6 separate regions of the Sus scrofa genome follow, and regions 1, 2, 3, 5 and 6 are each linked to region 4. Evidence: chromatin contacts called from public Hi-C, HiChIP or PLAC-seq and promoter capture Hi-C data. All regions are on one chromosome and are shown on one strand. Each heading gives the region's core, a stretch centred on a gene start, on an enhancer-like site or on the middle of the called end of the contact. The rest is flanking DNA. Distances are from core to core; before and after follow the strand shown. Region 1 holds the start of DYNLRB1 (dynein light chain roadblock-type 1). Region 2 holds the start of EIF6 (eukaryotic translation initiation factor 6). Region 3 overlaps MMP24 (matrix metalloproteinase-24). Region 4 holds the start of NCOA6 (nuclear receptor coactivator 6). Region 5 holds the start of AHCY (adenosylhomocysteinase). Region 6 holds the start of EDEM2 (ER degradation-enhancing alpha-mannosidase-like protein 2).

Evidence for each region. Promoter capture Hi-C pulls out the DNA fragments that hold promoters and counts their contacts. Hi-C and Micro-C count contacts between places; a contact is called where the count stands out from the background. HiChIP or PLAC-seq counts read pairs in DNA pulled down with a chosen protein or histone mark.
Region 1: an H3K27ac HiChIP or PLAC-seq map of skeletal muscle shows a contact between it and region 4, with 3 times the contacts expected there. The contact joins the promoter of DYNLRB1 here to the promoter of NCOA6 in region 4. A contact is called at or near these places in 1 of 47 Hi-C or Micro-C datasets (liver) and 2 of 2 datasets of contacts at active chromatin or transcription factors (alveolar macrophages and skeletal muscle).
Region 2: a contact with region 4 is called in a promoter capture Hi-C map of fetal liver, with 2.2 times the contacts expected there. The contact joins the promoter of EIF6 here to the promoter of NCOA6 in region 4. A contact is called at or near these places in 3 of 5 promoter capture datasets (fetal liver, fetal skeletal muscle and liver) and 1 of 2 datasets of contacts at active chromatin or transcription factors (alveolar macrophages).
Region 3: a Hi-C map of liver shows a contact between it and region 4, with 3 times the contacts expected there. The contact joins the enhancer-like site here to the promoter of NCOA6 in region 4. A contact is called at or near these places in 2 of 5 promoter capture datasets (fetal liver and liver), 1 of 47 Hi-C or Micro-C datasets (liver) and 2 of 2 datasets of contacts at active chromatin or transcription factors (alveolar macrophages and skeletal muscle).
Region 5: a contact with region 4 is called in an H3K27ac HiChIP or PLAC-seq map of skeletal muscle, with 4 times the contacts expected there. The contact joins the promoter of AHCY here to the promoter of NCOA6 in region 4. A contact is called at or near these places in 2 of 5 promoter capture datasets (fetal liver and liver) and 2 of 2 datasets of contacts at active chromatin or transcription factors (alveolar macrophages and skeletal muscle).
Region 6: a contact with region 4 is called in an H3K27ac HiChIP or PLAC-seq map of alveolar macrophages. The contact joins the promoter of EDEM2 here to the promoter of NCOA6 in region 4. A contact is called at or near these places in 1 of 5 promoter capture datasets (fetal liver) and 2 of 2 datasets of contacts at active chromatin or transcription factors (alveolar macrophages and skeletal muscle).

The regions. Positions count from the first base shown.
Region 1 is chr17:37,921,706-37,925,887 of Sscrofa11.1, forward strand. DYNLRB1 (dynein light chain roadblock-type 1) reads left to right here and starts at 1,767. Exons shown (of 4, transcript NM_001190180.1): 1 at 1,767-1,808. The coding sequence starts at 1,806.
Region 2 is chr17:38,642,451-38,646,572 of Sscrofa11.1, forward strand. EIF6 (eukaryotic translation initiation factor 6) reads right to left here and starts at 1,445. Exons shown (of 7, transcript NM_001243577.1): 1 at 1,387-1,445; 2 at 1,042-1,153; 3 at 819-904; 4 at 163-338. The coding sequence starts at 1,148. It overlaps FAM83C (protein FAM83C), which reads right to left. Exons shown (of 4, transcript XM_021078085.1): 4 at 2,535-4,122. The coding sequence ends at 3,992.
Region 3 is chr17:38,621,647-38,625,667 of Sscrofa11.1, forward strand. It overlaps MMP24 (matrix metalloproteinase-24), which reads left to right. Exons shown (of 10, transcript XM_021077693.1): 6 at 3,322-3,483. Among named protein-coding and RNA genes, the nearest start is that of EIF6, 20 kb to the right of the region's middle. Within about 2 kb of position 2,470, at least 11 of the 83 cell types and tissues checked have an H3K27ac peak or open chromatin away from gene starts, as enhancers often do. A contact at or near this core is called in liver, where this site is marked.
Region 4 is chr17:38,219,639-38,223,904 of Sscrofa11.1, forward strand. NCOA6 (nuclear receptor coactivator 6) reads right to left here and starts at 2,266. Exons shown (of 16, transcript XM_021078293.1): 1 at 2,060-2,266.
Region 5 is chr17:37,743,069-37,747,097 of Sscrofa11.1, forward strand. It overlaps AHCY (adenosylhomocysteinase), which reads right to left and starts at 1,310. Exons shown (of 10, transcript NM_001011727.1): 1 at 1,191-1,310. The coding sequence starts at 1,218.
Region 6 is chr17:38,513,674-38,517,976 of Sscrofa11.1, forward strand. EDEM2 (ER degradation-enhancing alpha-mannosidase-like protein 2) reads right to left here and starts at 1,570. Exons shown (of 11, transcript XM_003359958.5): 1 at 1,364-1,570; 2 at 1,023-1,133. The coding sequence starts at 1,470.

The sequences.
Region 1 (4,182 bases), core at 517-3,016, 300 kb before region 4:
TTGAACCCACAACCTAATGGGTCCTAGTCAGATTCATTTCCGCTGTGCCTCTTACAGGATATTACAGGATATTTTGAGGTCCAGTTACTACAGCCCTTCTTCCCCTTGCAAAATGTTTGTCGAATGTTTCCAGAGTTCAATAATCACTTCTTTGTGTCTTAATACTTTTTTTAAAACTTTGAAATAATTTGACTTACAGAGCTGTTGCAAATATAGTATGGAGAACTCCTCCTGCACACTCTTCATCCAGCTTTCCCCAATGTTAACATCTCATATAAGTTGACATCTGTAAAATAATGCTAAACTAAAACCTTTTTACAGATTTCACTAGTTTTTCCACCAATGTCCCTTTTCTCAGTCTCTTTCAATCTGTGACAGTTCTCATTCATTCCTTGTCTTTCCAGACTTTGACTTTTTTTTTTTTTTTTTGGGTCTTTTTGTCTTTTTCCCATTTTCTTGGGCCGCTCTCGCGGCATATGGAGGTTCCCAGGCTAGGGGTCCAATTGGAGCTGTAACCACCAGCCTATGCCAGAGCCACAACAACGATGGATCCGAGCCGCGTCTGCAACCTACACCACAGCTCATGGCAACGCTGGATTGTTAACCCACTGAGCAACCTCATGGTTCCTAGTCGGATTCGTTAACCACTGCGCCACGACGGGAACTCCAGTTCTTTTTGTGTGTGTGTGTGTGTGACTTTGACATTTTTTGAAGAGTATTGGTTGGGTACCTTATAGAGTCCCTCAAGTTTGGTTTAATGTTTTCTCATGGTTAAGGCCATGGATTTTTGTGAAAAACACCACAGATGTAAAGTGCCCTTTGCAAGATTATCAGAGGGCACATATTAGTATATCCCATAACCAGTTATGTTAACCTTGATCCTCTGGTTATGATGGTGTCTCCCAAGTTTCTTCACCATAAAGTCACTATTCAATCTTCTTAACATGCAGACGCCCCTGGAAGGAAAACCAAATCCTTACTCAACTGAACGAGGCGACAGTGGAATGAAAGTTTGGAGCTTGAATTCAGCAAGCTCCAGTGCCTCCAAGAAACTTTAAGCTGAGGCTACAGGAGATAGAGTGGGTGTAAGCCCAGTAACATAGCACAAGGTTCACTAAATGGCAGTTGTCTTAGCAAATTATTTCCTGCTAGAGAACCCAGAATTTTTTTGTGTGGAAAACTTAACATAGGGCTCTAGGAAGAAGGGTCCCCCTTTTAAAGGTGAGCAAATGAGGGACTACAGAAATTTGAAGTGGCTTCTCTAAGGCAACACAAGGGCGGCCCTGAGCTAGAGGTTCTAAGACTAAAAGACTCCCAGGCTAGCCCCGACCACTTTACCTCAGTGCCCTCATGGAATCCGGGGGAGTCGCTCACGAGACCCTATGGATTCTTGGCTCCAGTTCGAATTTCGGACTTTTTAGCGCATTTTGGCTCGGAGCCTCGCCTTGCCTCAATTCGGGAGCAAAGTGGATATCAGCAACACCCACTCCTTCAGAGTCTCTCCCCACCCTACACCCAGGACCTCCAGAGCTAGCTCAGGCCTCGGTTAAGTGTTGAAAGCCTCTTCCAACAAAGCCAACTTGCCTCTTTTCGGCATAGCTGGAGCTGGGAATTTTCCATAGCTGGATTGCTACTTTGCTGTTCGCGGACAGCACTGGGCCAATTCCCCAGGATCCGCCTACCCGCCTGCTGGCTCCTGATAGGCTACCGAGCCTGTCCGCTTTGACAGGAGCTGTGCGCAGGCGCAGAGAAGCTCCGGGACTGGGCTGAAGGCCGGCGACGAGGAGCTACAGGATCGGTCCGAGATGGTGAGTATCTGCTGGGAGCTTGTGGCCAGCGGCCGGGAGGTGGCCAACCACGACCTCCCACCACCCTCAGCCCAGAGGTCCATCCTCCCGGGCGGCATCCGCGGGGCTGGGCGCGCCGGACCGAAGCAGTCTGGAGGGCGGAACCGGGGCGGCGCGGGCCTCCTGACTCGGACCGAGGGGGCCGAGGCGGGGCCACCGGATCCAGTGGTCCCTTGACCGGAAGTAGTTGCTGGTGCCACGGGGAAGGATTGACGGAGCTGGGCACACGGGCCCCTGCATCCTAGCAACCTTGGCCTTGTTGAGCTATAACAACAATAGTGATTATATTTTCTAGAAACTTAATTCGTGCCAGACACTGCTATACGCTTTACATACCCTGGCCTGCCTCCTCACCGTAGCTCTGTGAAGTAGGTACGACCATTATCCCTGTATTACACACTCGGGATGTAAAACCCGGTGAAACTAAGTGCCCTGCCCCAGTAAATGACGGAGATGGACTTGAACCCTAGACACTTGACTGCTGCCTTTCTGTGTGATTCTTTCGAGCCGTTGAGAAATGGTGCATGAGTCAGAAACGAGCGGGATCCACCCTTGTGGTTCCTGCCTTGCTGACTGGAACTGTGGGCTCTTTATGCCTTTACAGGTTTGGTTTCTTGTGTTTTTAATCCTCCCAACTTGTAAAAAACAAAACAAAACAAAAAAAACAACAACTTGGAAAGAGCTTTTGAACGTTAAACCATGTGAATGGTTTTAAAAAATCGTATTTAAGAATTTAAAGCCTAAAAGAAAAATTGAAAGGGAATAAGAAACAGTACCATACCTGGAGGTAACGACTTATAATTAGGCAGATTACTTGTTTTGTTTTCGTCAGTTTTTGCTTTATATAGTTTAGCTGTATGTAGAATAGATACAGCTATTTATAGTTTATAGTTAGCTAGTTTATAGACTAGATGAGGTAACTTTATCATTCATATCACTTTTTAAACTGTAAAAGAAATTGACTTTTAGCAGATAATAACTGCACACAGTAAAAACAAAAAAGCATCTGAAAGGATCTAAGTGAAAATAAATCTTCCACCAAACCTTGATACCCAGCTTCAATCTCCTTTAGAAACATTAGTTCCTTTTATATGTATACCAGCATGTATATATGTCCTGTCTTTTTCTTACACTAATAGTAGCTTCCTGCAACTTCTACCATGCTATTGTGTGCTTCTACTCATGAAAGCAAAATATATTTAGATGCACATTTCAACAAATTGAAGCAGTACCAAAGTTTGTAACGTAGAAAGTATATGTAGTTCCCACCTCACTCCTCTCTGGTAATGACAGTTGGGTGTGTTTCTTTCCATATTTATTAAGTGCATAAGCATATTTATATATAACCTGTTACATGATATTGGAACATATTTATACATATTAAGTTTACTCTAGGCTATATGGGTAGATAATCTCATTTTGGAACTTACACTCTTCACTAAAAACTATCAGATATTTTTCCATGTCATTATATACAAACGTACTTCATTCTTTTAAAGGAGTGTATTTATCTTCTACTGCAGTATATACATTGAGATGTATTACAGTATTTCACTCCAGACAATGCTACAGTGCTGTTTTTGTCCTTTTTTTTTTTGCCCCACTCATGCTAGTGTTTGTGTAGCGGTAAACAGAAGTGGTACTAATGACGGGCACATTTTAAACATTTTGTAGAAACTGACAGATAGCTCTTTTGGATGGTGATATAAAAGTCATCCATAGGGAGTTCCCGTCGTGGTCCAGAGTTACGAACCTGACTAGTATTCATGAGGATGTGGATTCAATCCCTGGTCTCGTTCAGTGGGTTAAGGATCCAGCATTGCTGTGAGTGGTGGTGTAGGCTGGCATCTGCAGCTCCGATTCGACCTCTAGCCTGGGAATTTACACATTTAGTGTGCGGCCCTAAAAAGAAAAAAAAAAAATCCATAATCACATCCAGTTTTATTCCACCACACAACTGTTTTCATCTTTGTATGCTATGTTCTCCTCGTCTTTGTTTACATATGCATATTTTTTCAAGATATACATTCTAGTTTTTTGTTTCTGTTTGGTTTAATGTCCAGAGACATATAACTTTGTTGCCACATCATCTTTGTATTGAATTATTTTTAATGATTACATGGTAGTCCATGAAATATTTGAACCATAATTTGCCAACCCATTTCCCTATTTGGGTTGCTCCTAATTCTTTGTTAATAAAGATAGCAGTTTAATGAATGTCTCTGTATGTGTAGAGTTTGTTTTCTTTTAAACAAATTTATTAGATGATTTTCTCAGGAGAAATTCTAAGGAAGAGACTCTCTGAGGCCGGGGGACCAACACTTGCAATAGTGTT
Region 2 (4,122 bases), core at 195-2,694, 420 kb after region 4:
ACACTGATCACAATATTCCAAAGAGTGCCTGAACTGCAGGAGCCCAGATATAAAAAGAGACTGCAAGAGAGACCCCTAATTCCTGCCTGATAGGCAAAAACAGTGGCTAACCACTGTCTATGCTAATAGCCTGTGACTCTGGGCCAAACTGGGCTGCCTCACCCTGTCCAAGTCTGGGTGGACTAAGGCCACGTAGTCGTTGCAGGTGGTGACATTGCCCAGGGCTGAGAGCCGTTCTTCTACCCGCCGGATCTGCACTGAATCCGGGAGGCAATTGCGAATGTGTTGCAGCTCCTGATCGGTGGTGTTGTTGGGCACCAGGAGACCATGCCTGTTCCCTGGAGAGACCCATATTAAGAGGGATGAGGCAAGGATGGACCATGAATACAAAAGAAGCCTGCTGAGCCCCAAGGAATCTGCCCAGAGTCAGTGGCCTAGGAGAGAGGACAATCTAATCTTCCCTCACACTAGGTGTGGAACTGGGTGATTCACCAGGCTTCTTTGAGTCTTAGCTTCCTCATCAGTCAAATTAGATCATTAATTCCTACCTCTCAGGATCTTCGTTAAAAAGGAATGAAACAAGTGTAAAAGTGAAACCCCTTAATGTTATTGGTGATTACTATGATCCAGAAGCCCCTTTGCCAGGGATGGCCCCTGATCTTTTGGCACTTAAGCCTGGTCTGGCCCGGGCCTGAGGGATTCTGCAATCTCCGGCGATAATAGATGAAAGCCTGGAAATCCCCGGGTCACTAAGGGTCCCTTCTAGGGAGGCGCTGGGAAGCTCCACGCCCTCCCTCGGCGTCTTCCATCCGGCTTACCCACACACATGCGGCCGATGATGCGGCAGCCGGCGATGGACGCGTGAACCACGGGAATGGTATCGGCCAGCTCTCCCTCGAATACACTGTAGAGACATGAGCTCGGTGGGCACAGGAGCCTAAGGGCCTGAGCCCTCCCTCTGCCGCAGCCCCCGACTCCAAGCACTTTTCCCCGCCACCCACCCATACAATACCCGCGGGCCCGGACTCCCTTCCTACGCACCTGTAGAAGTTCTCTGATCCTCCGATGGCCACCAGGCAGTAGGTGTTAGTAAGTTTGGCAAAGCAGCCGATCTCACAGTTGTTCTCGAACGACGCTCGGACCGCCATGAGGCCTAAGGGTTGGGGGGACGGGAGTTCAGGCGCGGCGGATCCTCTCCCGGGTCCAGCCCCTGGCCGCTGCGCGTCAGGCCCGCCGCGCCCCTCCCTGGCCGTCTCGGGCCCTCAGACCTTGGGTCCCGCCCACCGCGCCCCTCCAAACTCTTCCGCCCCGAATCTTTGGGCCCCCACCGCTCACGACGCAGGGCGGCCCGAGCTGAGCCTTCGGTCTCTCGCCACAACCGCTCACCAGGTAAACGCAATCTCCACACGCGACAGCAGTCCTCCCCAACCCTCCTTAGGTCCCCGTTTCCGCCTCAACCCTAGGAGACTTCCGAGAGAGCGCGGCACACCCAGCCACGCATGCGGCCACTCTAGCTCTGGCCTCCGAGCGGACTCTATGGTTGCAAGTAATAGGATTGCGACCCCACCTGGCCCCGCCTCCAACAAAGCTCGCATTCATTCATTTGCTCATTCTATCAGGAGCTAGGTAGAAAGTACGTCCGGACCAATGCTGGTTGGACGTGAGGCCTCAGAATGGAGGAGTTGGGAGTTCCCGTTGTGGCTCAGCGGGTTAAGAACACGCCTAGTATCCACGACGATGAAGGTTCAATCCCTGACCTCGTCGCTCAGTGGGTTAAATGATCCGGAGTCGCCTCAAAGTGAAGATCGCAGCAGGGGGGCTCCGGATCTGGTGTGGCTGTGGCATAGGCTGGCAGCTGTAGCTCCAATTCGACCTCTAGACAGGAATTTTCATATGCGGCAGGTGCGGCCCTTAAAAAAAAAAAAAAAAAAAAGGATGTCTTCCAGAAGATGGGTTGTTTGATGAAAGTATTTATTGAAGTAAAGTCTGTGGAGGAAGAGCAGGTGTGGGGAGGTGAGGGATAGAATGAAGTGCGGGACAGATATTCAGGCCTGATCTGGAACCCTGGAGAGACTGAAAGGCTGAGATTTGGGACTGAAGCCTGGGGTGGATGAGGAAACTCATGGAAAACGTGTCCACTAGGCAGAAGTGAGACCTGAGGCCGCGACAGAGGCTGAGGAAGGAGGTGCGGCCAGAGAAGTAAAGGAAACCATTGCAGGGGGGAGGATGGATAAAGCAGTGTCAGGGAGGACCCAGAATGGGCAAGGGTGTGGGGGCTGATGAGCTCCCACTATGTGCCCCTAGCACGTGCTTAATCACACAAAGCAGCCACTTTCTGCTCCCCCTCCCCCCCCCTTACCCCACCCCTCCCCACTTCATAGAAGGTAGCTATCAGGAGACCTGCTCTGGTGGACTGGAGGGCATGAATTTGGCCCACATTTTATAGAATCTGCAAAAGCCCCAGAGTCTCTCAGAATGTCACTCACAGAGAAGGCATAGGGAAGCTTGGAGCCCCTATCCTCCCCCCACCCCACCCCCAGCCGTCTGCAGCCATCCACTCTCCTCCATCTGGGAGCCCTCCTTGGATGATGCCCTTCCCCAGTCCCCAGCCTGCAGTTTTATAACTACGCCTTCCTCAGGATACACTAGGCTGCGACTGGGTCATAGCATGTCCACTTTTATTGATTTGTATCACATATACAGTCCCCGGCAGGTGGCAAGCTCAGGAAAAGGACCCTATCTGAGGGAGCCTATATTTCTAGGGACACTCAGCAAAATGGTGTGTGTGTGTGTGTGTGTGTGTGTGTGTGTGTGTGTGTGTGTCAGACTCTGAGTATCCACGACCTCCCCATCCTCCCCAGTTCATCTCAGACCCACTCCCTCAGTCCTCTCCCAGGCCTCTCTTCACCTGGTTACTTCTACCAGGAGTTCTGCTAACCCTCACCTCCATCTGTCCAAATTCTTCCCACCCTGCAAGGCTTGGCTCAAAAGCTGCCTCTTCTAAGAAACTTTCTCACCACTCCATCATCACCACTACTCTTTGCCCTCCTTTCTCTACCACCTTCTGTCACTGGTTAGCTTTTAATTAGTTACAGCTCTGTCTTGCTCACCAATGGTTTATGCATTTAATCCTTGTCTCCCAGGGACTGAATCTGATGCTTTTGTCAGCCTTATGGTATGACAGCATAGGACTGGATACACAGCTTACAAAGAGACACTGGTTGGTGCATGCACGCTTGTTTGTGTGTGTGGTTATGTGCATATTTATGGTCGATGGATCCCGAATGATCTATGGTGTGCACGGAATGTAGCCATTTATTTAGCCGAATGGCATTTACTGAGTACCTATAACTAGAATCCTGAGTGTTTTGGTTTATTGCAGGGACTGCATTGGTGGGTGTGCAGTTTGTGGCTGTGCATCCTGTCAGTGTGCTGTATATATTGTGCAGGCATTTGGAGGTATCTCTATGGTATATGGATTTCAAGTGCATGGGGACATGTGAACTGTTGATATTGTGTGTCCTGTCTCTGCAGAAACACAGTCATAAGAAATTAAGAGTCAGAGACACAGGTTTGAGCCCCTGCCACTTACCTGGACCTGATTCCAAGTAAGTCATCAAACTGGCTGGGTCTCAGCCTCCATATTTATTTATAATATAGGGAAGATAATACTTATGATCCTAGAATTGTATAACTACTAGATGTCTATCTTGTCGGGTGTTGTGAGGATGAAGGATAAGATGTAATGATGTGATGTGCCCAGCATAGTGACAAATGGCAGGTGCCAAGTAACCGTGGCTTCTGTTTCCCTGTGTGTGTGCATGTGCGTGTGGGCAAGAATCCTGAGCTGAGGGAATAGCTAACCTGGGCTTCTAGATTCCCTCTCCTCCCCATACAGCCCCTGCCCAAGCTCCTACCCATGATTCTGGGACCTGAGCAAAACTAGAGTTTCAGTAGATGGAGGACAGTTAGGTCCTTTCTAGGAGCAGGACTAGGACTCAAAGCGGCTTCGGAGCAGCTTGAACTTGGACTTGTTGTACTTAGTGATGAGGTCCAGTTTGCTGTGGCCCAGGGTCAACCGTTTCTCATTCTCAGACAGGCCGTTGCTATTGCCATTGTGAT
Region 3 (4,021 bases), core at 1,220-3,719, 400 kb after region 4:
GGGCAGTAGAGAGTGTGCGCTCCCGGCTGAGATATAGGTTGGAAAGCCATCAGTGCCAGAAAGATGGTTCAGATATACTGCTGGGAGAGTGTGAAGGAAGCACTCACTGCCAGTTAGGGAAATCAAGGAAGACTTCCTGGAGGATGTGGCACTGAGCTGAACTTTGAAGAAGTAAGGCTGTTCCAGGTGGAGGAGACAGCACTGGCAAAAGAACAGAGGCAAAAGGAAATGCTATAACCTTTTGAGGGGGTTACAGGAATCAATGAGATGGAACTCACTGAAAATGGAGGTCCCAAGAGAAGCGAATGGAGCAGACAAGTTTCCACTGAGTAGCCAAGCAGACTGTTGGGTGCTTGCTAGGAGGCCCAAGGACTTGAGCTCCCAGCTCAAAGGAACGCTCCCTATTGAGGATGCTAGCCTTTCACACACCACTCAGCATGACCCTGCTAATTAACTGTGATAGTTCTATGCCTGGAGGCGATGTGAGTGCTTTAGGTACCTCTCCTCATTAATCTTCACCCCATTCTTATGATGAAGATACAATTATTCCCTTCATTTTACCGAGGAAGAGATTTAAAATGTCACACTGCTAAGGCATGACAGAGCCGGGATTCATGGCAGTCTAGCTCCCAGGGACCACACTTCTGACCACTCTGCCTCTCTGCCCCTAGTGGCCTCCTGCCCACTGAGCACGGGTCTTCTCCAGCCCTCTGCTTTCCCCTCACTCCAGGGAGTTCTCCTGCCCCTCCCCAGAGTAGCCCCCACTTATCAGGTCTCTTAGGCTTCTGTGCAGTAGGATGCCAACTCCCCAGCTCTCTGCCTTTTGGTCCCTAGAACAAACCCACAGGCCCCCTTCCTTCAAGGGCTTACTCCTGTTCTCCACAGAGATGCAACATTGAGGCTAACAGAGTAAAAGACACAGGCTGAGGACAAATATTTTGAGCTTTGCCAGGTGCTCAGCCCTAGCTCCCTGGTTCTCCACTGAGATCCCTGTCGATCCCTGAAGAAGGGTCTGTTCAGGAGACATAGGCCTGAACAGCTTGTCCTGGGTCGCAGAACAGGCCAGGAGCAGAGCCAGGACTGGACCCCGGGAAGCGGAGCTGCCTTCCGCTGGCTCAAGCAGCCGCCTTTGTTTGGGATGGAGCTCAGAGATGAGCTCACCCTTCCCTGCTGCCAGAGGGACCAGGACCTGAGGAAGGAACTGGGGGCGGCCTGGCCTCCTTATGCCAGCTTGCCCTGCCCCAGCAGAAGGCCAGCCCCAAGCTCTTGGCCAACCTTGCACTGGTCCTGCCCATCCCCCCTACACTGAAGGCACTGGTTGTGTCAGCCGAGCAAGCTGCAGGCATGCACCTGTGCGACCAGGTCTGCCCCTCAGGGCTCTTCTCTCTTCCCAAGACCTTAGCCAGGAGGGCCACACACAATTCCAGCCTTACCTGGCCCCATGGGGCCCTCAGCCGGGTTGGGTAGGACAGTTTTGCCTGTGACAATGGGGCTGGGAGTGGGCGTTAGGACTTCTGACCACCTCCTTGGCTCCTGGCAGCCTCCCCTGTACTTTGAGGTGGCAGGAATGGACTGAGACATGCTTTAGGGCTGGGCAGTGGAGGCAGGGCTCAGAGGGCCTTCAAATGCCAGAGGTCAAGGCAAACAGAAATCTATGATGGGACATACCAGAGTCAGGACTGTTGATTCAACAGCCTGACCAATCCTCCGCCCCTTGCATTTCTTTCCCAAAGCCAGGGTTACTTAATCCCCCCAATATCAGGCCTTGCCCTGTCCCAGGCCAGATCCAGAAGCTCAGGGGAGTTTCCAGAAGCTCGGAGAGTTTCTAGAAGCTCAGGCTTTAAGAGGATCTGGTTGGAGTTCCCATCGTGGCTCAGTGGTAACGAACCCAACTAGTATCTATGAGGACACGGGTTCAATCCCTGGTCTTGATCAGTTGGTTAAGGATCCAGCATTGCCATGAGCTGTGGTATGGGTCACAGACTTGGCTCAGGTCCTGCATTGCTACGGCTATGGCGTAGGCCGGCAGCTATAGCTCCAAGTCCACCCCTAGCCTGGGAACTTCCATATGCTGCGGGTACAGCCCTAAAAAGACCAAAAAAAGAGGATCTGGTGGCTGGAACTTCAAAGGCCTTGTGCTTCCTTTCTGGTGAATAGGTTTGTTTTAGTCCCCAAGCTTCTGTCTTATGCAAGGTAACAGCAGCAGCTGCACAGTGTCACGCCATTAATACCTACTGTCTTAGCCAATCCTCACACAGCCCTGTGAGGCAGGTGTGATTTCCCCATGGAACAGATGAGGAAACTGAGGCTCAGGGGGTAGACCTTCTGGCCAAATTCACAAAGCTGGTGGGGGGAGAGCTGGAAATGAACGAGGCCTGTCTTGTTCAAGGGCCCAGGCTCATGACTCCTATGACATGTGGCTGCCTCGGGATCCCGTGTCCCACTTTCAGCACCTGGACTTTGTTTTCACTCACATTTGAATCCGTGCCTTGGTCTTGGCCTTCGTTCAGTTCTTTCAGGACTGAGAGATGCCGCACGGCCGAGGCCCCGCCTGCCCCTGGGTCTCTGAAGATGACCACCAGCCCGCCACCCCCAGGATTCCCCTCTGCCCATCCCACTCCCTCCGCCTTGGTGCAGACCCTCATACTGGCATCCAGACAGACCCTAGTTATCTCCCTGCCTCTGGTCTCATCACCCTCTAATCCCTCCTCCCACTGCAGCCAGAGTGATTTCATCGTGTCACCACCCCCACTCCTGCTTAAACTCCCCACTGGTCAAAGAGCCAATCCAGATTTCTTTGCATGGCATCACAAGCCCTGCCTGCCAGCCTGGCTGACCTCATCTCCCTCTGGCCTTCCCCTCCTGCTTTGTTCCAGAGCCAAGTGGAATGAAACCGCGTGTCCCTGGATCTTGTTTACAGCATTCCCTCTGCCAGGAACGCCACCCTCAACCCGCTTCCTCTCCTACCCACTGAGTCCATTCTCCCAACTCATTGCTTATCTTTCGCAACCCAACTGAAGGCTCACCTTGATGAAGCTTTCCCTGAACATTTTCCTTCAAATTTTAATGGCTCCTCCCTGTGTGGAATCCTCTCTACCATTACTGACAGCTACTGAAGTGCCTGGAACACTAATTTCACTTAGTTTGTGTCTCTGTCCCTATCTGCCACTATATGGAGAGTTCTAGAAGGCAGGGATGTGTCTGATTTCTCTAAATGTCCCCGGCACAGGGCCTGGCACAAAGCTTTTGCTCGCATTTGCTGAAGTAAAGGACTAACTGGATGACACCTAAGTGGGTACCTCCCCCTCCCCTTCTCCACAGGGAATGACCTCTTCCTGGTGGCTGTGCATGAGCTGGGCCACGCGCTGGGACTGGAGCACTCCAATGACCCCAGCGCCATCATGGCACCCTTCTACCAGTACATGGAGACACACAACTTCAAGCTGCCTCAGGACGATCTCCAGGGCATCCAGAAGATCTACGGTGTGTGGCAGGGCAGACGGGCCACCGTTCCTTCCCTGGGGCTGGGCCATGACTGCCTGCCTGGGCGGGGAGGGGGCAGCTGCTCTGTCTCTGACCTCTGTCTGACCTTTAGAGACCTCTGATGTCTTTGCTTAAGCAGAGGGGGCAAGGCTGCTTACCCACACACACACATTTGGGTAACCTGGCAGGGCAGGTCTGAGCTGCAACTGGGAGAGACACCCGCTCCCTCTTCTCTATCCACCTCACCTTCCACACACCTCCTCTCACCTCCTGGGTTCACGTCAAGGGGTCCAACCTCTAGCTAAGAGATTCACGTATCTGCCTGAGTAATATGATACAATGCGATGGATATTATTACCAGAGCTTTTTTCTTAAACGCGAAAAGAGAAACTAGGTTGATATATCTTGATAAGATATGAGAAGGCTGCTACCCCGTTCTCAGTTCATAGTTCTGCAGGAAGTTCTTGTTTTTGTCAAGTCACTTGTGAGGGGAAGACCAGTTTACTTGAGCACATGCATGTCCACATAGCATGGCCCC
Region 4 (4,266 bases), core at 1,016-3,515:
CAACTTGTATACTTAGGTATTTCAATATTAATTGGTTTCTCTATACTCCAATGTATTTTATTTTATGCAATTAAAAACTATTCTGAGAAGAATCCATAACCTTTGCTAGATGCTAAAGGGCATAGACAAAGTTAGGCCTTCCAGCATAGAGAGACCCAAAACAAATAAATTATGTTGCTGTATACAGGTACTGGACATATACTGAAAATCTTATTGCTACAAACATCCTCATAACCTTTTTGTTGAAAGTCCTTTTTGTTATGTGGGAGCCCTGGAATTACTTATATGACTAATTTGCAGTTTCTCTCAGAATTCCCTCATAGCCCATGGGGACTGTGAATTCTTCTCTACCATGATTAAACTTCAATTACAGTTTGGTCATGATAGAGATCCTGGGTCTCTACCATCGTTTACTATTGCCTTCTTAAGCTTTTTGTGTCCCTTTGCTGTTTAGTAAACACCTAAAAGAGACGGAGCAGCTCTTAAACCTCTAGAAAGTTAGATGTCAAAAGGGTCCTAAAGATAAATTCTCTGGACAAATGAAACTTCTCTCATCAAATAGCTGGTTACCTATACTTTTTTTGTATCCTATTCAGTGTTGTTTTGTTTTGTTTCCTATGGCCCCATCCCCAGCACATGGAATTTCCCTTGCCAGGGACAGAATGTGAGCCACAGCTGCAGCAATGCTGGATCCGTCAATCCACCGTGCAGGCCAGGGATGGAACCAGCACCTCTGCAGCGACCCAAGCTGCTGTGGTCAGATTCTTAACCCACTGGGCTCCTGTATCCCTTTCAGTTTTTGTACTAGACAAACTCATTACAAAAACAAAATAAATTATTTAATGATTCTTTGACATATGCTGCCATGCTTGACTCCCTAACAATTTCTCCCAGCTAGCAAATTCCTCTAAGACAATGTGTTGAATGAGACAGCAGCAGGCTAAGTTCCAGTACCTCTTCTGCCATTAACTGCTTAGATCTTTAGAAGTCATGTTTTCCTTTCTGTCTCAGCTAAAATCACTACATGATCTGAAATCCTTACATGATCTAAGAACTATACATTCATTCCTCTGCACCATTCCTACTGGCTTCACTAACACCTTTCGGATGACCTCCCCAGGTGACCCTGCTCTTAAAACAGTGGGCTGTTCCCTTCCTGGGAAGACACCTTGGGTCACCGCCCACAAACAGCCTGGTCCCTCCTTTTAAAGACACACACAAACTCCCAAAGTTGATGGAGACTCTTCTGGCCAACCACTTTCATTCCGCATCTCTTGCTGGCCAGCTCCTGCATCCAAACCTCAGTCCCCCTTTTCTCTTTTCCTCATCAAAGCCTTACTTTATTCTGTTCCTCTTCCCAATGAGGAGTGGAGGATCCTGAGGGCAAATATGTCCTCAGCCCCCTGGGAGTTATACGGACTTGCCCTGAGACTCCGAAGACTGCCCCCAATCTGATACCAGCGTCTGTACCTAAAGGGCCCCCATTTCTAATCACAACCCCAAAGAACTGTCCCAGCCCTGACAGCCTGAGCTCAGATCCCACGCCCCTCCGCGCCCTACCTGCCTGGGATCATGAACACTGCCTAAACCAGCTCCAGATCCTGCTCTCCTAGCCCCAGTGATCCAGACCCCAGCTCCGTTTGGACCCAACGTCCCTTCTCCGCGACCCCGACCACGACCCCACGTCCGGCTCCCGCCAGTTCTTCGGGCCTGGAGCGCCACCCGGTGCAGACCCTGGCCGGCTCAGCACTCCCTGAGCGCCCCAGACACCTTGTCCTGCACCCTCCCCATCCCGCCCAAGCCCCCCGCTCCCTCCAGCGCCCCCGCCCGTAGGCCCGGGGCCCGCTCCCCAACATGGCGACGGGGACACGAGCGCGGCGGGCAGGCAGGCGGGGCGGCTCCGGGCCGGGCCCGCACAGGGGCCGTGCTCCACGGTCGGCCGGCGCCATTTTCCCGCGCCGGGCCCGGGCGGCGCCTCCTTCCCACGAAGCTAACCGGGCCAGCACCAGGGACGCCCGGCGGGCCCACCCCTTACGGGCCCGCGTCGCCGTCACCTCACCTGAGCGCGGCCCCAGCCCTCCCGGGCGGGCCTCGGAGCACCGGCCCGGGCCGTGGATGCCCGCGGCCCTCCGTGTGTCCGTCCGTCCGTCCTCGCCTGCGCGGGTCTATCTGGCCGTCGGCTCCCGGCCGCCCGCAGCCCGACCCGGCTGGGCCTCAGGGAGCCGGCGGGGAGGGGGATGGGCCGGACCGGGCCGGGGAGGGAGGGGGAGGGAGGGAGAGAGGGAGGGAGCGCGGGAGAGGGCGGGGCGGACTAGGGGCGGGGAATTGGCCACGTGACCAAACGTCTCCGAGTGCGCGAGGTAGCGCGCGCCCGCTCACTTCGGTATAGAGCTTAGTGTGGCGATCTGCTGGTTTTGTATCTCGACGAGGTAGTGTCGTCAGTGGCTTCTGCCTCCACTTTGCAGTCACTGCACAATCCTATAAGAGCCCTCTGGCTGAATGTCCTTGGGCAGGTCAACTCTCCATAAGCCTCGATCTATGCACATGAAATATACAGATAATAATAGTGTTTGCAAAGAGGAAATGAAGGAAGGCATGGAAAGCGCTTGACACAGTGCCTGACACATAGTATGTAATAACGTTAATGATGATAAACTTTAGCCTTTATTATTTGCTTGTAAGTCCCTCTCTACTTTCTCCCATCACAGTTGCCCTACCAAGCTCTGAAGGTACAAGGGAGTGTGGCCCCCTCCCCTCTCCACAACTGTAGGAAGGCCTACCCAGCACTGATGTCTGTCATAGGCCTGCATTCGGATCTGGCTTTCACTCGATAGCTATGTGATTTTCTCTGCCTCTGAACTCAGCTTTCTCATCTATAAAATGGAAATTAAAGGTCTGTTACAAGCATCATATTAGATTGCACAGCTCAGGCACACTAGTCTTATCTAAGAAAAAGAATCCTTTCATTCCACAAATATTTATTGAGCACACACTCTGTGTGTGCCCGGACTGGTGAAGTAGCCATCTAAGGCCTTTTCATGTTCTCCTTAGCTCCCCTTCGATCTCTTTTCCACCCTCCTGTTAGAGTAATGTTTCTAAGAAATCTGATCATGCCTCTCCTGTATTTAAAACTGTTTGATGGGGAGTTCCCTTCATGGCTCAGCGGTTAAGGAACCCAACTAGGCTCCATGATGATGCAGATTCCATCCCTGGCCTCCTTCCGTGTGTTAAGGATCCTGCATTGCTATAGCTGTGGCTTAGGCTGGCATCTGTAGCTCTGGTTCGACCCCTAGCTTGGGAACTTCCCTATGCTGCAAGTGTGGCCCTAAAAAAAGCAAAAGCAAAAAAAAAAAAAAAAAAAAAAAAACTATGTGATGGCTCCACACTGCTCTTAAGATAAAGGCCAAATGGGAGTTCTTTTGTGGCGCAGCAGGTTAAGGATCCAGCGTTGTCACTGCAGTGGCTTGGGTTGCTGCTGTGGTGTGGGTGCGATCCCTGGCCTGGGAACTTCCAAAAGATAAAGGCTGAATAGTAGTTCCCATTGTGGCTCAGAGGGCTGAGAACTCTACATAGCATTCATAAGGATGTGGGTTCAACTCCTTACCTTGCTCAGTGGGTTAAGGATCTAGCATTGCTGCAAGCTGTGATGTAGGTCGCATATGTGGCTATCTGGTGTTGCTGTGGCTGTGATACAGGCCGGCAGCTGCAGCTCCAATTTGACCCCTAGCCTGGGAACTTCAGAATGCAGTGCAGCCGTAAAAAGAAAAAAAAAGAAAGATAAAGACCAAATATCTGTCTCACTTTTGCCCTTCCCACATCTCCAGACTTCTCTCAGGCCCTCTTCCCCTCTCTGGAGTGGCTGAAACTACACTGACCTTCACACATTGTACTTCCTCTCTTCTCAGGACCTTGCACATACTGATTCTTCCACCTGAAATATCCCCCCTCCTTGGATAATTCATCAGCCTCAGATCCTAGTTCAAACATCACTACGCCAAGTACACCTTCCCTGAGAACTCCCCAGACAGGTTCCCCTTGCCCTCAGTAGGATTACTGGGTTGTTTATTGCCTGTCTTCACGAGGCTGTGGACCAAATTAGGAGGAAGACTATATATCTTATTTACTGCTGTTTCCTCATGATATAGCAAAGTGCCTGGCACAAAGGAGATGCTCAATAAATATTTGTTGTGTGTGAATCCCCAAAAGTGTGGAGAAAGATAATGAAAAACATAGGCAGCCAAAGGAGGGCACTTCAGATACTTGAGC
Region 5 (4,029 bases), core at 60-2,559, 480 kb before region 4:
CCACAGGGACAAGAGTCTGCTCTGGGCTGCAACTTGATAAACAACTATTGGTAAGTTACTATTTCCACAGAATCTTTCCAAGTCATTTCCTATTACACCTTCAGCTTCTTCCTCTGTATAATGGGATAAAGTCCACCTCTAAAGGTCATTCTGTAAACAAATGCAAACCCCCAGATACACAGCTCCATAAATATTGATGCCTTTCTCTGGGTAGAATGGTGTCTTGAATTTACTTTAAAAACTGATAGTCTGCCTGAACAGTTTTTTCCTGAAAGGTCAGTGGGGCTGTTTCAGATGTGTTCACTTATATACTGTGGTGAAAAGGTGAGCAGGATCTGGATTTATATCCTGCTCCACCACCTCCCAGCTATAAGATCATGGACAAGTTAACCTTTTTTCCTGTATCTCAGTATACTCATTGTAAAATGATAAAGTAACAGCCCCTATCCTAAAAAACCGTGAGAAGAAAATGAATTAATCTAGAATAAAGGTAGAAGGCAGTGCCCATTCCACAGTAAAAGCCCAGTAAACATTAACTATCAATGCACAGCTTCAATCCCTAGGAGAGCAGTAAGGATTTTTCTAGCCACTCCAAAATTTCTTCGAGATTCTCTGTACGATTGTCCCTGTTGGCCAGGTGGGTGACCCCAGAGGTTGAGTAACAAGCCCAAAGTCCCTTGTAAGTGGACTAGTGCTTGTGTCGGCTCAGTCTCCAGGCCTCTCCTCACGTGCCCTTCGGGGTCTTAATGACCTCGTCTTCCCTGTAGGTGGCCCAGAGAGGGATAAGCACTTGCCCAGGACCACCCAGGGGGCCAAAGAGCTGGTCCAGACCCAGGAGGCAGGATCCAGGCTCCCCGGTGTTGGCCCCAGCAGGTGCCATTGGTCCCAGGCCTCGGTTAGGTGTGCGCTCCCCGCCCGCCCCAGCCGGCTCCGTGTGGAACACGCCGCGAGTTCACCACTCCGCAGCCCGCGCCGCTGCACCCGGCCTCGCGGGGCACGCCGGGACTCGTAGTGCGCGGCCGCCTCCGAAGACCTGCTCATGGCGGCGGAAGAACTCCAGCCCCCAGAAGGCCTCGCGCGGCCAAAGACCGCGCCAAGCCAGCGATTCAAGGGGCTCCTCCTGAGCGCCCCGATTCGGCCCTGTGGCTGCCGTCCCAGCAGGCCCCTACCCTGCATGTCCAGGGACTCACCGACTTTGTAAGGCAGCTTCTCCGACATGCTGGCGGCGCTTCCACACGTAGTGATGGACACGAGCGAAGGGGGCCGGCCTTGGGCTGGGGACAAACGCAGGGCGGGCGGCGCCGGGCAGGGATCTGCGAGTGGCACCGGCGCCTTTAAATATCTTACCGTAGCTTGCATATTCATGAGTCCCGCTGGTGCTGAGCGGTCGGGGCGGGGCCCAACGCAGGGGGGCGGGGCCCAACGGAGGGGGGCGGGACCAGAACGGACTTTGGTTGGGGTTCAGACCAGTTTTTAGCTTACGGGGACCTTCCACCTCCCGAGCAGCGTAGCGAAAGGAGTTCCAGGAGAGGCCTGATATCAAACCTGAGGCCATCTTTAACTTCATTCATTCAATCAGTGAATCCGACGCCAAAACCGAGTGAAATTGAAATTCCAACCAGTTCACTTCCCAGAACCTCAATTTCCTCTTCTATAAATTGGGCAGAATGATACCTACCATACAAATAGGTAAAGTTGCAATATGTCAACACCTAGCACATGGGAGACCTTCCACCCTCCTCCCACCATGCTGAGTTTAGGTAGATTTGTATGCATTTTTAATACTTTTACTACATATGCATAAATCATTAAATGCTTCATAGAAGTCACTCTGTGTTTAAAACCTTTATTTAAATAGTGCCATACTGTACTTACTCTTCTGCAACTTGCTTTTTTTCTGTTAATATTTGTAAGGGTCATGCATAGAGTTTTGCTGCTGTATAGTATTTTATTGTATACATCGTGTGATTAATTTACCTGTTCTATATTCAGATTTTATACAGTCTGCCATTATTGTGTATATGAAAAAATGAACATTGCCTCTTAGCCCATGAGTAGGTGTCCTGGAACCATAAGTGTACTCAGGGGTGGAGTTTTTGAGATAAAGGCACATTTTTAACTTTCCTAGATATTACCAAATTGTTTTCCAAGGTAGCTCATCCTATCACCAGCAGTGTCTGAGAGGGCTTGTTGATCCACATCCCTGTCATCACTTGTCAGTCTGACAGAATTGTTTTTTTCTTTTTTGCTTTTTAGGGCTGCACCTGTGGCATATGGAAGTTCCCAGGCTAGAGATCAAATCGGAGCTGTAGCTGCCAGCCACAGCCACAGGAATGCCAGATCCTTAACCCACTAAACCATGCATTGCTTAGTTTTGACTGTTTCACCTTTGTGTAAATGAAATCATAGGATACATATTCTTCTGCAACTTACTTTTCTCTTTCAGTTCTATTTTTTTTTTTTTTTTTTTTTTTTTTTGGCAGTGCCTTTGGCATGTGGAAGTTCCCAAGGAGGGATCTAACCTGAGCCACAGCAGCAACCCAAGCTGGTGCAGTGACAACACCAGATCCTTAACCTGCTGCACCGCAGGAGAATTCCTCAACATTGTTGGTTTGTTTTGTTGTTGTTGTTGTTGTTTTTTCCTGTCTTTTGTCTTTTCCATACACCTGCAGTATATGGAATTTCCCAGGCTAAGGGTCGAATTGGAGCTGTGGCTGTAGTGTAGGCCGGCAGCTACACCACAGCCACAACAACGCAAGATCCGAGCCACATCTGTGACCTACACCACAGCTCATGGCAATGCCAGATCCTTAACTCACTGACAAGGCCAGGGATCGAACCTGCATCCTCATGGATACTAGTCTGGTTCCATAACCACTGAGCCACAACAGGAATTCCCTCAACACTGCTTTTGAGAGTCATTTCTGTAAGGGCTATAGCTGTGGTTCATTTATTTTCATTTCTGTATAATCCACTTATTTACTTATTCTATTTTTGATGGACATTGGATTGTTTCAGTTTTTTTTTTTTTTTTTTTTGCTGCCATAAAGACTACTGCTTAATATTCTCATGTGTGTGTACCTATATGGATATAGATGTAGATATATTTGTGAGCCAAATTGCTTGAATACATACACTCATGTCCAACTTAACTAGGTAATATGAAACTATTTCCCAAGCAGTTATCTCAGTCTATACTCCGATCAACAGTGGATTAAAAAATCTTATTTTGGGTAGTTCCCATCATGGCACAGTAGAAACGAATCCAACTAGGAACCATGAGGTTGCAGGTTCGATCCCTGGCCTCGCTTAGTGGGTAAAGGATCTGGCGTTGCCATGAGCTGTTCTGTAGGTCGCAGATGCAGCCTGGGTCCTGAGTTGCTGTGGCTCTGGTGTAGGCTACAGCTACAGCTCTGATGTGACTCCTAGCCTGGGAACCTCCACATGCCACAGGTGTGCCTCTAAAAAGACCTAAAAATTCCTGTTTTATGCCCTTATCATCACTTCCTATTATCAAATTTTTAATTTTTTTGCCAATCTGACAGGCATGAAATATCTTGTGGTTTTAATTTGTATTTCTTTGACTTCTAATGAGGAAAATTTCCATTCACGTCTCTGCCAGTTTAAAACTAGGTGGTTTGTTTTTCTTTTCAACTTATAGGAATTCTTTACATAATCTCAATACTAGTCCTTTGCTAATTACATGTGTTGAAAATGTCTTCTCCAGGTTTGTGGTTTGTCTTCTCACTCCCTCTATGTTGTTTTTGGATAAATACAGATTCTCAGTTTTGCTGTAGTCAAATTTTTCAGTCTTTTCCCTTAGTGTTAGTGGGAGTTTTTGTCTTATTTTAGAAAACCTAAATACCCCAAGGTCATAAAGAATTTCTCCTATACTGTTATCCCAAAGTTTTATAATTCAAATATAAGGTATGAGGTAGGAATATAAGGTATGAGGTAGGAATTCTATTTCATTTTTTTACACATGGATAAGCAGTTGTTCCAGCGTCCCTTGTTATCCTTCTCCCAGTG
Region 6 (4,303 bases), core at 320-2,819, 290 kb after region 4:
TAAACCCAAAATATTTCTGGAAGGATACACAAGAAAGTTAACAGTGGGTAGAGTTCTAGAGTATGGGAGATATTTTATTTTATTAAATGATATTGCACTGCTTGAATTTGCCATTTGCTTGTATTGCTTTTTTCAACTATTAAAAAAAAGAAAACTAGCACAAATTGTGCTGAGTTTGCTTAACTTCTCCAGTCCTTAGCATATCCACTTGTAAAATAGAGGTAAAGGCACTTGACTCCTAGGGGCGTTAATTACATGAGATGACACAAGCAAAATGCTTAGCACAGTGTTTAATCCATGTCAGCTTCAGGCAAATGCAATGATTCTTCACTCGTTCAGCAAGGAACGAGATGGAGAATTCCACCTTTCATAGATTTTTATTCTAGTGGAAGTAAGAAAGACACACTAGTAGATAAGTGAAAACGACAGTATCAGAGTGAGTAGTGCTACAAAGAAAATAAAAAGGGTGGTTTGTGAGTGTGACCTGTAGGAGGTGGGTAGTTAGGGGAACTGTGGCTGAGAGGACATTTTGAGCTGAGATCTCAAGAAGCAGTCAGGGATGTGAGGGTAAAGGGGGAAGCGTGTTTCAGTTACACTAAACACTACCAAAGCTCAGATGTTTCATGTTTGCCAAGAGTTACATCCCCTAATGGGCCTGTTTGCCCACTTGTAACATGAAGGGGTTGGGTCTTCTGATTTCTTGAAGCCCTTCCACATATCCTACAGCTCCAGAGATTTGCCCAAATCCCAACAGCTGATGCCTGTTACACTTGTGGCCCGAGCCCAGAGGCCCAGCCCACCAGGCTAACCCAGCCTTTTTCCACTATGAGATCCAGCTTTCCCGGAGGTTGGGTGGATCCTGGTGGTGCTGACCCGAATTGAGGGGAAAGCGACCCCACCCTGGCTAGCAAGTTTTCAGGAACCAGTGAGGAAACCATGAAGGCACCAGTCCCAGCAGCCCCGCCCGCCTAGGACAGGACTGCCAGACCCCGGCCGCCCTGTTGCTCCTCCGCTCGCACTACCTGCCCCAGGTGTCGTGCCCGTCACAGGTGAGAGGTCGCAGCTCGTCGTAGGGAAAGGCATTCTCCAGGTAGCTGTCGTAGGCGTGGTAGAACATGGCCTTGACTCGCTCCCTGATGCGGGGTACAAGAAATAAGGAGGGGGCCACCAAAGGAAACCAGTCAGGGGAAAGGACAAGAAATAGGGTGGAAAGTGGGAATCACCACCTGATTTCTGCCGGAGCCCAGAGGTGGGGTCCCAGCAGGTCAGGGTGGGTATCCTGGGACAGAGGGCAAGGGAGGGGACCAGGTCTGCGCTTCCCATTCCCCAACTATGGAAGGGCGGGGAGCCTGACCCCCTTCACCTGTAGTGCGCGGGGTCGGGCGCGGTGCCATCGGGGCCCGGCGCACCATGGTGCAAGGGCAGCAGCGCGCACAGGAGGCCAAGCGGGACGAGCAGCCGGAAAGGCATAGAGCTCGTGTCCTGTCAGCGCGGCCACAGCAGCAGCAGCCACCGCCACCCGTTCATCCTGGGAGCCTTTGCTGAGTCTTCCGGGAGTTCGCGCCACTGCGCCTGCGTGCTGATACATCAACCACTCAGTTGTGGACTACAAGCCCCAGAATGCAATAAGCGGCGGAACCCAAGCAAAGAGCATCTTGGGATATACAGTCTCTCTAGTCGAGATGAACGTGTCCTAAAGACAGTGGCTCTTACAGTTACTCTTACTAATGCTTTAGCAACAGCGTTTTAAAAAAGCTTCTTAAAGTTGGTCAGCATTTTAGACCACAGCAACACACATGATTTTAGGCAGTATGATATTTAGTAGACTTAACCCTGGATTTGAAGGGAGACTTCATTCTTTTCTTTTTGATGAAAAAGACAGATGGAAGTGGCAGCTTAATTCCTTGAGCTGGAATGAAGACTTGTTTGGTCCCCTTTGGACCAGCATCCTTGAAAACAACCTTCAAATTAATACCTTGAAATGCTGTCAGTAGATATAAGAATTAAAACTCTAACATAACCCAGAGAGCTTAAGGTAGCACAGAGTAGAGGTTAAGCATGGGCCTTGGAGTTATCTGGTGGTGCAATGGATTACCGATCAGGTGTTATTGCTGCTGTGATGTAGTTCTGGTCCTGGCCCAGGAACTTCCACATGCTGCAGGCATGAGCCAAAAAAAGGAAAAAAAAAGTGTGGGCCTTAGATTGAGAAGACCTGAGTTAGAATACTAGCTCCATCCTTGTTAGGAGTGTGGTCTGACTAGCTTGTCTTCTGGGTATTTTACTCATTTGTAAAATAGGAATAATATTAGTATTTGCCTAATAGGATTACGAGGATTCAGTGAGCATGTCACACTGCGTGATAGAACAGAAACACAAAAAATTTTACGATGCTTTTGGCAACTCCTCTGGGAAGTGCCAGATGGAAGGGAAAGGAGATGACAGTATACTGAGACTCAGGTAACAACACAGGGGCATAGTATTAAATTCCTGTGACTGCTGTAACAAAGTATAATTACCACAAACTTGGTGGCTTAAAGCAACAGAAATGTACCCTAACACAGTTCTAGAGGCTAGAGGCCTGAAATTAGTTTCACTGAGCCAAAATCAAGATATTATCAGGGTGCCCTCCCCCTGGAGCCTCTGAGGAAGAATCTGCTCCTTGCTGCTCCAGCTTCTCCTGGGGAAAAGACAGTTGCTGGCATTCCTTGGCCTGTGGCCCTATCACTCCAATCTTTGCCTCAGTGTTCTTATCACCTCCTTTTCTGTGGGTGTGTGTCATACCTCTCCCTCTGCTCTCCCAGAAGGACATTATGACTGCAGTTGGGGCCACCTAGATAATACAGTATGATCTCCCATCTCAGGATCCTTAACTTGAGAGTTCCCACTGTGGCTCAGCAGGTTAAGAACCCAGTATAGTGTCTGTGAAGATGTGGGTTCAATCTCTGGAATCACTCAGTGGGTTAAGGATCCAGCATTGCTGCAAGCTCTTGTGGCTGTGGCGTAGGCCAGCAGCTACAGTTCTGCTTTGACCCCTAGGCTGGGAACTTTCATATTCTACAGGTACAGCTGTAAAAGTAAAATAAAATAATTAAAATAAATAAATACCCTTAACTTAATCACATCAGCAAAGACCCTCTTTCCAAACAGAGTATACTTATAGATTTCAAAGACTAGGATCTAATTATGTTTAGGGGACCCTTTTTTTTTTTTTTCTCTTTTTGGCCATGCCTGCAGCACGCAGAAGTTCCCCGGCCAGGGATCAAGTCTGTGCCATAGCAGTGACCCAAGCCACTGCAGTGACAGTGCCAAATACTTAACCTGCTGCCCCACAAGAGAACTCCTAGGGGACCATTTTTTAGCCTATCACAGGTACTAGGATTTTTTCAGATATGGACCATTCCAAGTTATGAAACTCGCCCAGCCCTAATTGTCCTTCTCCATAGAAGTCCTGTAGCTTATCTTTTTATCTCCATTCAAAACTCTAGTGTGGAGTAAGTGGTTACATGGAGGGTGGGGGACAGGTTGCCTGGGTTTGGTAATGATAGGTCTCTTTTTATGAGAAAAATTGACAAACTCATAATTTGTTTTCTTTTTCTAGCCTGATGAAAACATGCATTTCCACATTGTCATAATGCAAATACAATCGTGACCTATTTTCACAATTTTTATGGTTGATTTTATTGTTTCTCATGAAAAAAAAACTTAAAAAAAAAAACCTTCTGGAAAGCATTAGTTCTCTCTCTTCTTGGCTTTACTTCTCACTCTTTGATGATCATATTAGATTTTAGAAGGTTATAGTCCACCAGAGAAGTGTCAATCTTGAATGTTTACTTGTGAAGACACTCAGAGTAAGTTGCCTAACCTCTCTGAAACTTAATTTCCTGATTCAAAATCTGGAAATGGAAAATGCCATAAAGGATTTCTGGGGATTAAATGAGATAGTGGTGAAAATTCTAGCACAGTGACTAGAACATATCAATTTCTTAATAACTATTCCCTTCCCTAACCCCATTCTTTTTAAATGCAGGTTTATTAATTCTATTTATTGAGCATCTGCCCCTAATAATCCCAGGTGTTATAGGCAATATTTTCTGCCCTAAAAGATCTTGAAGCACAGTGCCAAGCATACATTGAAGATCACAAAGTAGCCAAGCCACAGACCTTTCCCTTGACATGCTCGCAATCTTTGACACAAAGACCTCTTTTGGAGAATACTTGGAATCACAGAGTGTTCAAGTCTTCCTGTGGGTGTTTGGAGGACACGCAGAGTGTATCAGTATCCAAGGTAGGTCTTCTTGGACTC